2 separate regions of the Mus musculus genome follow, and region 2 is linked to region 1. Evidence: chromatin contacts called from public HiChIP or PLAC-seq data. All regions are on one chromosome and are shown on one strand. The core of a region is the stretch at or near the end of the contact, and the rest is flanking DNA. Distances in the headings are between cores, read along the strand shown. Region 1 overlaps Ece1 (endothelin converting enzyme 1). Region 2 overlaps Cda (cytidine deaminase).

Region 1 (5,602 bases), core at 1,630-4,129:
ATGGAGGCACTGTGATCTGTCACGTCGGTGCAGGCAAAGGAGACAAGACCCCGGAGCTTGTCCCACCTGCCGGCCTAGCCAAGCTGGCAAGCTCCAGGTACCATGAGAGATCTTGCCTCAAGAAATTGAGATGGACAGCAGTAGAGGAAGACACTCAACAATGACCTCTGGCCTCTGCACACACGTGTGCACACATGTGCATATGCCACACTCACAAATAAATAACACTCAAGCATGCACCGCACACAAACAAAGATAGATAGATAGATGGATGGATGGATGGATAGATAGATAGATAGATAGATAGATAGATAGATAGATAGATAGATAGATAGATAGATAGATAGATAGATAGATAGGACAGACAGACAGACTCACTCTAGCTAAGCATGTATATAATACTCATGGGTAGAGAACTTGCCTGGTGTGAATGAAGCCCTGGGTTCCGTGCCCTGGTCGCAAAACAAAAACAGCACAAAACAAACAAACAACATCTCTTCAGAAAAGTCAGACGCCCTCTCAGCTCAGTGTTCCTCAGATTAACTTTCTGACTCCAAAACATCTTTTGCAGAATTTGTAACCTAGGTGATGACAACTCCCCTTTGCCTCTGGCGCCCTCTTGTGGACAGGAGATTCAGACACCTGTTTCCTCTAAGCAAAAGATGGGCTTCAGATGGGCACAGGCAGGGCTGCCAATTCATCTGAATTTTTTTTAAAGATTTATATATTTATGTATGTATGTATGTATGTATGTATGTATGTATGTATTTATATGTATGTGAGTACACTATAGCTGTACAGATGGTTGTGAGCCTTCATCTGGTTGTTGGGAATTGAATTTATGACACATCTGCTCACTCTGTGGGTGGTTGTGAGCCACCACGTGGTTGCTGGGATTTGAACTCAGGACCTTCGGAAGAACAGTCAGTGTTCTTACCCACTGAGCCATCTCTCCAGCCCAAAGATTGATTGGTTGATTGATGGATTGATTGGTTTTATATAAGTGAATGTTTTACAGATCGGTTTAGCTGACTTGAATTAACATACAATTCTTAGCTGTCTACTTAGATTAATTTATATTTCCTGCTTTTGGCTTTGTTTCCCACAAGAATCAGCTTCACTCTAGGGCTAGCTGGCATTATCAGTTCCTCTTCCTCTTCTTCCTCCTCTTCTTCTTCCTCCTGACCTCATTATCCTCCTGCCTCAGCCTTCTGGAGTTCTTGTGACATTCAGCAGTTACTGGATGCCGGTTGCATGCCGGATTCTGTCCATTTGATTTCACTGATTTATCTCATCCGATCTTCTGAGTCCCTCTTGGTCTGGCTGCCTCTCTTGGTGTGTGGCTCCTCGTCTCGGCATTTCTTCTAGGCTCTGCCCCACAGTTACCTGGCAACCTTTACAATGTTTTTCATGACATAGATGAGTATTTTGCCTGCTTTTCTGTTTGTGTACCGTGTGCATGCCTGGTGCCCACAGAGGTCAGAAGAGGGGTCAGATGCTCTGGATCGAGAGACACAGATGGTTGTGAGCTGCCATGTGATAATGAGAACCAAATCCAGGTCCTCTGCCAGAGCAACAAGTGCAGTCAGCAGTGGTGGTGCACGCCTCTAATCCCAGCACTGGGGAGGCAGAGGCAGGCGGATCGGAGTTGAGGTCAGCCTGGTCTACAGAGTGAGTTCCAAAGTTTTGGAAAAACAAACAAACCAAAAATGTACAAAAAACAAGAAAGAAAAGAAAACAAACAAAAAAGTGCTCTTAACTGCTGAGCCATCTCTCTAGCTCCCATGAATCTTTTCTCGGTAGGTAGATAATTGAGTGGATGATAAAAACAGAGGTATTGATAAAAACAGAGGTTTACTGTTTTCAGGACCAGCTCTGGGGGTGGAATCAGCCTTTCTCTACAACTGTGCTCAGCCCCAGTCTCCTCAGCTTTCTTTATTTCTGGTTTAGCAGGCAGCTGGGTTCTCATGTCTGCCTCTATATCATCCACTCTAACAGTTTGCTTAAGAGTATATATAGAAAAGCCAGCCTCACACAGACAGCCAGTTAGGAAGTGGGAAGGTTTTTGTTGGTCGTGGTTTTTCTTTTGGATTTTTTTGGGACAGGGTCTCTCTACCTAGCCTTGGCTCTCCTGGAACTCATTATGTAGACCAGGCTGGCTTCAAACTCACAGAGATCTGCCCACCTTGGCCTCCCAAGTGCAGGAATTAAAAGTCTGTTCCACCATGCCCAGCAGGAAAGAGGAAGACTTTAATAGTTGTGCATAGTCTAATGCTTGTACATATTACTATCCCTTTTATAATAATAATAAAAAAAATTAGCTGGGTGGTTGTGGCTTATGCCTTTAATCCCAGCACTCAGGAGGCAGAGGTAGGCGAATCTTTGAGTTACCAGGCCAGCCTGATCTATAGAGGGACTTCCAAGACCTAGGGCAACAGATAGAAACTCTTTTTTCAGGGGGGTGGGGGAAGAACGAAAGAAAGAAAAGGATTTTTACCTATTTTACGCATGTATTTATTTTATGTATATATGTCTACCACACGCATGCAGTTCCTCTGGTGACCAGAAGAGAGCATCAGATCCCCTGGGACTGGATTTACGGGCCATTGTAAGCTGCCCTATGGCAGCTGGGACCTGAACCCAGGTCCTCTAGAAGGGCAGCCAGTGCTCTTAGTCACTGAGCCATCTCAGCCCACCCCAAGATTATTTTGAAACCTTACATTCTTGTCATGGGTAACAGATGACATCAGTTGTTTTCCCAGAGATTGTGAACTCACCCCACCCATCCACAAGAAAATGTGCAGTATCTGCTTGCACATGCCTGTGGTTTGTCAGCCACTCTGGAAAGGAAGCAGGATAAGAACTCTGATGCGCTTCGTGGGCGAGGCCCACCGGGTGACGCAGAGCAAGAGGCTTGTGCTGTGGGGGCTGGGCTTAGAGAGCCTCTCAGGGACATTCAGAGAGTGAGTGTGGCTTGTCGGTCTGGGTTTGAGGCTTGTTCCTAGAGGGGGTTTTCTGGCTTTGTTTGTTTGTTTGCACATGTGTGCTTATTTGCGTGTGTGGAGCTTACAGGGGGAGATGGAAGCATCTTCCTCCATTAGCTTCCATTCTGTTGAGGCAGGGTCTCCTTCTTGAACCCAGAGTCACTAGTCTAGCTAGCAAGCTCCAGATCTCTGATCCTGCTCCCCAGTCACCTGCCCGCTGCCTGTTTTGGGTTTTTTGTTGTTGTTGGTGGTGGTGGTGATGGTGGTGTTTTTTTTCTGGGGGTTGGGGGGGTTGAAACGCAAGTTCACGTCACCCACGTTGGCCTTGAACTCATTACGCAGCTGAGGAGGACTTTGCACTCCTGATCCTCCTGTCTCCACATCTTTGCTTTTGTTTTTCAAGACAAGGTTTCTCTGTGTAGCGCTGGATGTTCTAGAACTCGCTCTGTAGACCAGGCTGGCCTTGAACTCAGAGAGCCACCTGCCTCTGCCTGCCAAGGGCCTGGATTAAAGGTGTGTGCCACCACCTCCTGGCTCTGCCTCCACAATGATAGCATTTCAGGCAGCTTCTGTGGTTTTTGGTAGAGCACCTTTGAGGGCAGCCTTGGTCGGCATTTGAGAGCTGCTGCTAAAAGCATCTTGAGCCTGGCACTCAGATGTGTGACTGTAAGGATGGGATGGCGATGACCTTGACCTCTTGGTCCTTTGCTTCCTCTTGCCTGCATTACAGCGTGCACTGCCATCTGTTTTACACAGTGTTGGGAATTGAACCCAGGGCTTTGTACATCTTAAGACAAACACTCTTCCACTCTGACCCACATCCCTCAGCTCCCAAAAGCCACATTTGTTTGTTTGAGACAGTTTGTCTCTATGATGTAGCTCTGGCTGTCCTGGAACTGGCTCTGTAGACTGGGTGGGTGTCAAACTCACAGAGATCCACCTGCCCCTGCCTCTCAAAGTGTACCACGCCCAGCTTCCAGACCACGGTCTCTAAGCCACGTCCCCCTCCCCTTCCAGCAGGTTTGCGGGAGAGCTCACGTGTGCTTGTGGCTTGCAGGTGGAGTATGACGCCGCCCATGGTGAACGCTTACTACTCGCCCACCAAGAACGAGATCGTGTTTCCAGCTGGAATACTGCAGGCGCCATTTTATACCCGCTCTTCACCCAAGTAGGTTATGTCTTAGCCCAACCACTCCCCAGCCTCAGCAATCCCCAATCCAGTCTGGCCCAGAGCCCATAACTGACTGTTTAACCGGCCGGTCTCCTTGAGCCATTGGTGCCCAGACCTAGAAGGCCTGGAGTTGGGAAGCAGCTTTTGTGGCCCCAGTCCTCCCCTCCTGACCGCTCTTAACTCTGCAGAGAGGGTGTGGGAGGAGCATGTCACAGAGTCAGGGTCCCGGAGCTGGAGAGCAGACATTCTGCCTGTGTCCCCTGAAGACAGGCTTTGGAAGCCATGGCCCCAGATTTGAATCCCAGACTGGATATATACTGTGTGACACTTCGGCAGAGGCTGGTGTGGCCCCACCCTCTCTGTCCGTTCATGAGTATTAAGACCCAACTCTCTTGAGTGACATAGACACATGCCTGGCCCCCAGAGGACACAGTTGAGTGTAACTAACTCTGTCCAGCCTCCAGCTATCTCCAAGAGCCATATTCCCAGAAGCCCTTGCAGGTCGCTGCTATGTCTTGGGTCCTATAGCTGGCTTCACCCTCACTTATATGTTCCTTCTCCAGCGCCTTGAACTTCGGTGGCATTGGTGTCGTAGTGGGCCACGAGCTGACTCACGCTTTCGATGATCAAGGTACAGGTTGCTGGGGGGGGGGGCGCATTCAGATAGAACTGGCCTGCTTCCAGCCCCTCCTCCCTTCACTTCGAAGGAGAGTCATACAGAGGGATTAGTGTTCAGAGCTTGGTGGAATGAGCTTCAGCCGGTCTCCTCACATGTTCACACCTCTCTTTTCTTATCTATACCACGAATATGAGGATTCCATGTATCAGTGAAAAGGTCAGGGGCTACTCCAAAGCCCCTGAGTATGGAGAGCGCTCTTGCTTAGAGGTTGGCAGTAGTATTCGGCAGGGAGTGTACAGTTCTCTACCATTCTAGAAACTTATCTCCTCAGAGAAATGGCAGTCAGGCCTCATCATTAGCTAACTACCAGAATCCCACGCATTGCCTCCTGCCTGGGGGATCCCATAGCCCAGAAGAAAAGGCTGGGTCCTACCTGTGGTCCTGGCATTGGCAGCCCTGGCTGGGAATCTATTCCTTGGGGTCAGGGCCCAGTATTAAAAGCCAGCCTGGGGCTGGAGAGATGCCTCAGCTGTTAAGAGCACTGACTGCTCTTCCAGAGGTCCTGAGTTCAAATCCCAGCAACCACATGGTGGCTCACAACCATCTGTAATGAGATCCGATGCCCTCTTCTGTCATGTTTGAAGACAGCTATAGTGTACTCGTGTACATAAAATAAATAAATCTCTTTTTAAAAAGGCCAGCCCTGGTCCTCTGTGCCCTTGAATTTTCCATGAGTCGCTCCCATCCACATACCCCAGAGGAGCATCAGTGGGTCCCTTGAGTGACCACTCTCCTCCGTCATCCACAGGTCGGGAGTACGACAAGGAT
Region 2 (5,602 bases), core at 1,333-3,832, 400 kb after region 1:
GAGTCGGCATGTCCTCTTGGGTTTTCCTGTCCTTCATGATCTGTATTAGCATACTGGGAGCTAGTGCATTCGTTACATTGCTCACGGCTTTTGAGACCACATGGATCCATGGACCAGAACTGATGGCTGTCACTAGACCTTTGGCAGGATGCCATAGCTATAAATCTGCTGGGAGGAAGGCCAGCACGTTTCATGGCCAGGCTAGGGCTGGCCCTGCACTGTTAGATGGTGACAGGTTCCTACATTGGGGAGGAAGGGCTGGTGTATACAGTGGGCACCACTGTAGAATGCAGTGAGCACCAACCGCTTTGACATTAGTGTCTCTTTATTTTGCTACTGTGACTCTGCAAATGTGTATATGTACACATATGTATGTGTAACGATGTGCACACATGGTTAGAGGCTGGTGTTGGAGTCTTCCTCAGTCACTTCCTGTCTTATCTTATCTGGAACTATGTGTACATATGTGTGAGCCTGTGAGTGCACATGTGAGTGTGACTGCTGTGGAGTTCAGAACAAGGCATTTGGTCCCTGTGAGAGCTGGAGCCACAGGTGGTCGTGAACCTCCTGTGGTGGAGGCTGGGGACCAAAGTTGGGTCCTCTGTAAGAACAGTGTGTGCTCTTAACTGCTGAGCCATCTCTCTAGCCCTTACCGTTGTTTATTGATTGATTATTGATTTTTTAAAGATTTATTTACTATTTTATGTATAGGAGTACACTGTCACTCTCTTCAGACATACCAGAAGAGGGCATCAGATGCATCAGATCCCAATACAGATGGTTGTGAGCCACCATATGGTTGCCGGGAATCAAACTCAGGACCTCTGGAAAAGCAGTCAGTGTTCTTAAACGCTGAGCCATCTCTCCAGCCCAATTATTGTCATTTATGAAGACAGGGTCTCTCGCTGGACCTGGACCATATCAGTTCACCTACTCTGGATGGCCTACAAGCCCCAGGGATCCTGCTATCCTGTCTTTGCCTGCCCTAATCTGGGATAGCAGGTTACCCTGTTATGCTATGCCAGCTCTCTTTATGTGCGTGCTGGAGAGCGGAACTCAGGTTTATAGCAAGTACTTTATGGACTGAACCACTTTTCCTCTCTTTTATAAAGGGTCACCTCATTCCCTGCAGATGATTTAGACGGAAGCTGCCATTTTTTTCTTATGTGGCCTCCCTACTGTCTAGCTGACAGATTACCATCTCACCCAAACTGGCCACTCAGGGCTCTTCTCTGTGTAGACCTTCTGATCTGCCCAGAGGATGGCCATATTTCCCTTTTGTTCTGGAAGGGACCATTAGAGAACCTTTGCACAGAATGCGAGGCGTGTCTGTACTTAGGCAGCTGAGGCCTGGATAGTCTCCAGTTCCTTCCATGGGGTAGTTACGTGAGCTCATACATTTCTTTTTTGTTGTTGTTGTTTTTTTTTCAAGACAGGGTTTCTCTGTATAGCCTTGGCTGTCTTGGAGCTCACTTTGTAGACCAGGCTGGCCTCGAACTCAGAAACCCGCCTGCCTCTGCCTCCTGAGTGCTGGGATTAAAGGCGTGTGCCACCACGCCTGGCTGAGCTCATACATTTCTTTAGCCTACAACAGTTCATGTGTATCTCTGTCACTGTGGTCATGAAGAGGCCAAGGAAGACAGCCGGGATTCACAACCTGGGATGCTCAGGACTAGGCAACCCTGAGAACAACAGTCAACATTTGGTACTTGATATGAAACTGGGGCTTATCACAGAGAATGGGAAGTGTCCAGGGCTGGCTGAAGAAAGGAACAAGCCTTTCTTGGATAAGAAAAGTGTTGTTTTTTTTCTCCTATCTCCTATCAAAGGAAGCTAGCCCACCAAGGGCCAATATTACACACACACACACACACACACACACACACACACACACACACACACACACACACACACACTACCCATTGTAAAACTCATGAAAATCTTATCTTTTGACCTTTCCTACCTGATAAAATGCTTACACAGGCACTTGCCCTGGTGTGCTTGTTAGTCCGGTTTGAGTCAGGACACACTCTTTTTATTAAAAACAAACCAAACCAAAAACAAACAAACAAACAAACAAACCTTGCTGGTTGCCACTCCTTTTGCTCTGTGCCCCTTTGTGCCGGATCAAGATTATTCTTTGTTTCTAAGCCTTCTCCATCCTATCTCTCAAGGCAGGTCCCTTTGATGGGTAGAGGGGATTTGAGGGGTTCCTAGAGACTGAACTTAGTACACTGAATGCCAGGCAAGAGCTCTGCCGCTGAACTACCTCCCTAAGACCCTTTGTGGGGTTTGTGGGTGTCTTTTTGTTTGTTTGTTTGTTTGTTTTGTTTTGTTTTAATTTTAAGAGAAGGTCTTGGCCCAGGTCAACACTAAACTCCTGTAGACCAAGTTGGCCTTAACCGTGCCATCCTCCTGCCTCAGCCTCCTGAGTAGCTGGGATAACAGGTCTGGTGAGCCAGGCTTGGCTCTAAGCCAGGTTCCTCATCCTAGCCTGAAATGACTTCCTTGAAGCACCTCTCGGGCTGGTAAGATGTCTCAGCCACTAAAAGCACTTGTCCTAACAGGCCACCGGATGACTGTGTCCCCTGGAACTCGTGGAACTCGTGGAACTCGTGGAGGAAGGGAGAACAGACTCTGAAAGCCGTTCTCTTCTCTGACCCCCAATCTCCTTACTCGCTGTTGCATGCTTACAAGCACGCACACACACACACACGCACACGCACACGCACACGCACACACACGCACACATGTTTTTTTAGAAAGAAGAAATTGCAGGAGGCCTGCAATTCTCTCCAGCCCTCTCTGACCTTCTGTTCATGTTGCGAGCTGCTGGCGGCCGCAACACTGACCGGTCCCTGACTCAGGCCTGACACTTTCCCGATACACATGAGTCACACCAAACTTGAGATCCAAGGGCCGAGTGAGTGGCTATTAAAGCAAACTGCCACAGTTAGAGAAGACTCCTTTCTCAGGACAACTGGGGGGGGGGCCTGTGGGGGAAGCTCAGAAGCACTTTGTTTAAACTACAGACAATGTCTGAACACTGAGGGGAGTGGAGGGATGGGTTCAGCAGGACCCCACCTCTCTAAGGCAAACTGAGTTTCTGTCCAAACCTTTTGCCTCACAGGCTCTGAACATTTAGTGTAGGAACCCAGTCTTCCCGTTCTTAAATGACCATTGCAAGCACTGAGCCTCAGATGAAGTCACCCTGGGCTGAGAAGTTTCAAGTCACCAAATCAAAATTAAATTCTTATCAGATCTTAGAAATCAGGAGCCGGGCATGGTGGCACACGCCTTTAATCCCAGGACTTGGGAGGCAGAGGTAGGTGGATTTCTGAGTTCGAGGCCAGCCTGGTATACAGAGTGAGTTCCAGGACAGCCAGGACTATATAGAGAAACCCTGTCTCGAAAAACCAAGAAAAAAAAAAAAAAGAAATCAGGAGAAAGAGACACCTGTAACCTCAGAACTTGACAGAGGGAGGCAGGAGGATCAGGAGTTCAAGGCCAGCCTCAGATACACAGTGAGTTGGACCTACTTTGAGCTCCATGAGACCCTATCTCAAGAAAAGAACAAAATCAAATTCGGAGTAACTTCATCTTTTGTTTGTTTGTTCGTTCGTTTGTTTAATGTTTCTGTTGTCTATTGTCTTGGGCTTAGCTGCTATGATTTAGACACTGAGTGTTCTCCAAAACTCTGAGTGGTTCCTAGGGTGGCACTTTTAGGAGGTGCTGTGTTCCTCTAAGAGGTGGCCCTGGTCAGAGGCCCAGAAATTATACAACACACAGACCGTTACTCTAAAGTCAACAGCTTCGAGTGTTTTATTATAGTAATGCAAAACTGAGGGACAAGCATCTCACAAGTGACAAAAAAGACCCAGCCGGGCTTTGCCTTTGTCTCTGCTTCTGCCACCTCTGCTCTCCTCACTACATACTTTCTTCTTCTCTCTCTCTCTCTCTCTCTCTCTCTCTCTCTCTCTCTCTCTCTCTCTCTCTCTCACTGTCTCTCCCTCCCTCCCTCCCTCCCTCCCTCCCTCCCTCCCTCCCTCCCTCCTTTCTTCCTTCTATCTTACTTACTTGCTTTTTTTTTTTTTTTGAGCTGAGGTCTGTTGTAGCCCAGGCTAGCCTCAAACCAGATACATAACTGAGGGTGACCTAGAACCTCACCCCTCCCCCTCACCTCTGCCTCCGCTTCCTCCCAGACTGAAACATTCCCGGTATTCCTGGGAAGCTCCTTAAGACAGCAAGTAAACAACTCAGAATAGCTTCAGGAAGTCCCTGAAACTGACCAGATTCACCAGGCACTGTCCTCCCCTAGAGTGAGGAGTAAAGAACGCTGGGAGTCACTCTCAGACAAATGGAACTGCTTGGAAGAGGTTGAGACCAACTGAGGCAGCTGGGGATGACACTCTCCAGGCTGCTGAGCTGCCTGCAGGCTGTGCAGTGTATTCCAGGTTCCCAGTTTGTGATCTCTCACCCATGCTGGGATGGACTTTGGTAATGCAGCTGCTGAGTCATTTCTGCTCCTGAAAGTGACCCCTCCCCCATATTCCTGTAAGTTACCCCAATAAACGCCTTGGTTCACCAAGTTGGACTTTGGTGGTATCTGTTCCTGGGTCTGTTATAGGCTCCCTATCTGGGGTGAGTGGATGCGTGTGGTGCTGGGGTTCAAACCCAGGGCTTGGAGTACTCTAGGAAAACAAACACTCTACCAACCAAGCTACAACTCCAGCCTCCTGAACATTCGATTCATTATTTTTTATAGGTTTTTCTAAGTTTTTTATTTTTTATTTTATTTATTTATTTTTTAATTAAATTTTATTTATTATATGTAAGTACACTAGCTGTCCTCAGACACCAGAAGAGGGAATCAGGTCTTGTTACAGATGGTTGTGAGCCACCATGTGGTTGCTGGGATTTGAACTCAGGACCTCCAGAAGAGCAGTCAGTGCTCTTAACCACTGAGCCATCTCTCCAGCCTCCCTCTAAATTTTTTAAAAGTACATGTATGTATGTGGGTATGTGCATGTGTGTGCTGGTGCCTTCAGGGGTATGTGCACACATTTGGTGCCAGAAAAGGTGAGAAGCATTGGATCCCTGGGAGCTAGTGCTACACGTGTTTGTGAACTACCTGATATGGGTGCTGGGAATGGAGTCCTCCGAAAGAGGATGCTCTTAACTGATGCGCCACCTCTCCAGCCCATAAACACACTACTAATACGTGAATCTGTTGCTAGACACCAAATGAAGCCAATTGATGTCTTTACCCCAATGTGTTGACTTTCTGTCCTTAGGTACCAGATTCAGAACAGCAAGTTTGGGGCTATGAATGTGGGCATACCTTCCTGCTTCTCTTATTGAAGCCATAGCCAGTGTCATCATGGAGTCAAGAGGAGAGGCCTTGGCAACTGACTAGATTTAGAAGAGGTCTCCATCCTCCCATGAAGGGAGCCAGCCCCACATGGTGCCCTTAGAAGACACCAGAGAGTGCTCTCTCCTGCTATGCCCGGACATCAAGAGGAGGTGGTCAAGACTGGAAGCCGCTTGGACTCCTGAGCTTTGAGACTTGTTTGACTATCAGTGTATGTTGTTGAAGTGACCC

What was found. HiChIP or PLAC-seq counts read pairs in DNA pulled down with a chosen protein or histone mark.
Region 2: a FOXA1 HiChIP or PLAC-seq map of pancreatic cancer cells shows a contact between it and region 1. The contact joins two enhancer-like sites. A contact is called at or near these places in 1 of 115 datasets of contacts at active chromatin or transcription factors (pancreatic cancer cells) and 1 of 9 other capture datasets (embryonic stem cells).

The regions. Positions count from the first base shown.
Region 1 is chr4:137,952,417-137,958,018 of GRCm38.p6, forward strand. It overlaps Ece1 (endothelin converting enzyme 1), which reads left to right. Exons shown (of 19, transcript NM_001369179.1): 15 at 4,042-4,152; 16 at 4,719-4,786; 17 at 5,583-5,602. Among named protein-coding and RNA genes, the nearest start is that of Eif4g3, 38 kb to the right of the region's middle. Within about 2 kb of position 2,880, at least 55 of the 459 cell types and tissues checked have an H3K27ac peak or open chromatin away from gene starts, as enhancers often do. A contact at or near this core is called in pancreatic cancer cells, where this site is marked.
Region 2 is chr4:138,353,854-138,359,455 of GRCm38.p6, forward strand. The region is part of intron 1 of Cda (cytidine deaminase); the gene reads right to left. Among named protein-coding and RNA genes, the nearest start is that of Cda, 11 kb to the right of the region's middle. Within about 2 kb of position 2,583, at least 48 of the 459 cell types and tissues checked have an H3K27ac peak or open chromatin away from gene starts, as enhancers often do. A contact at or near this core is called in pancreatic cancer cells, where this site is marked.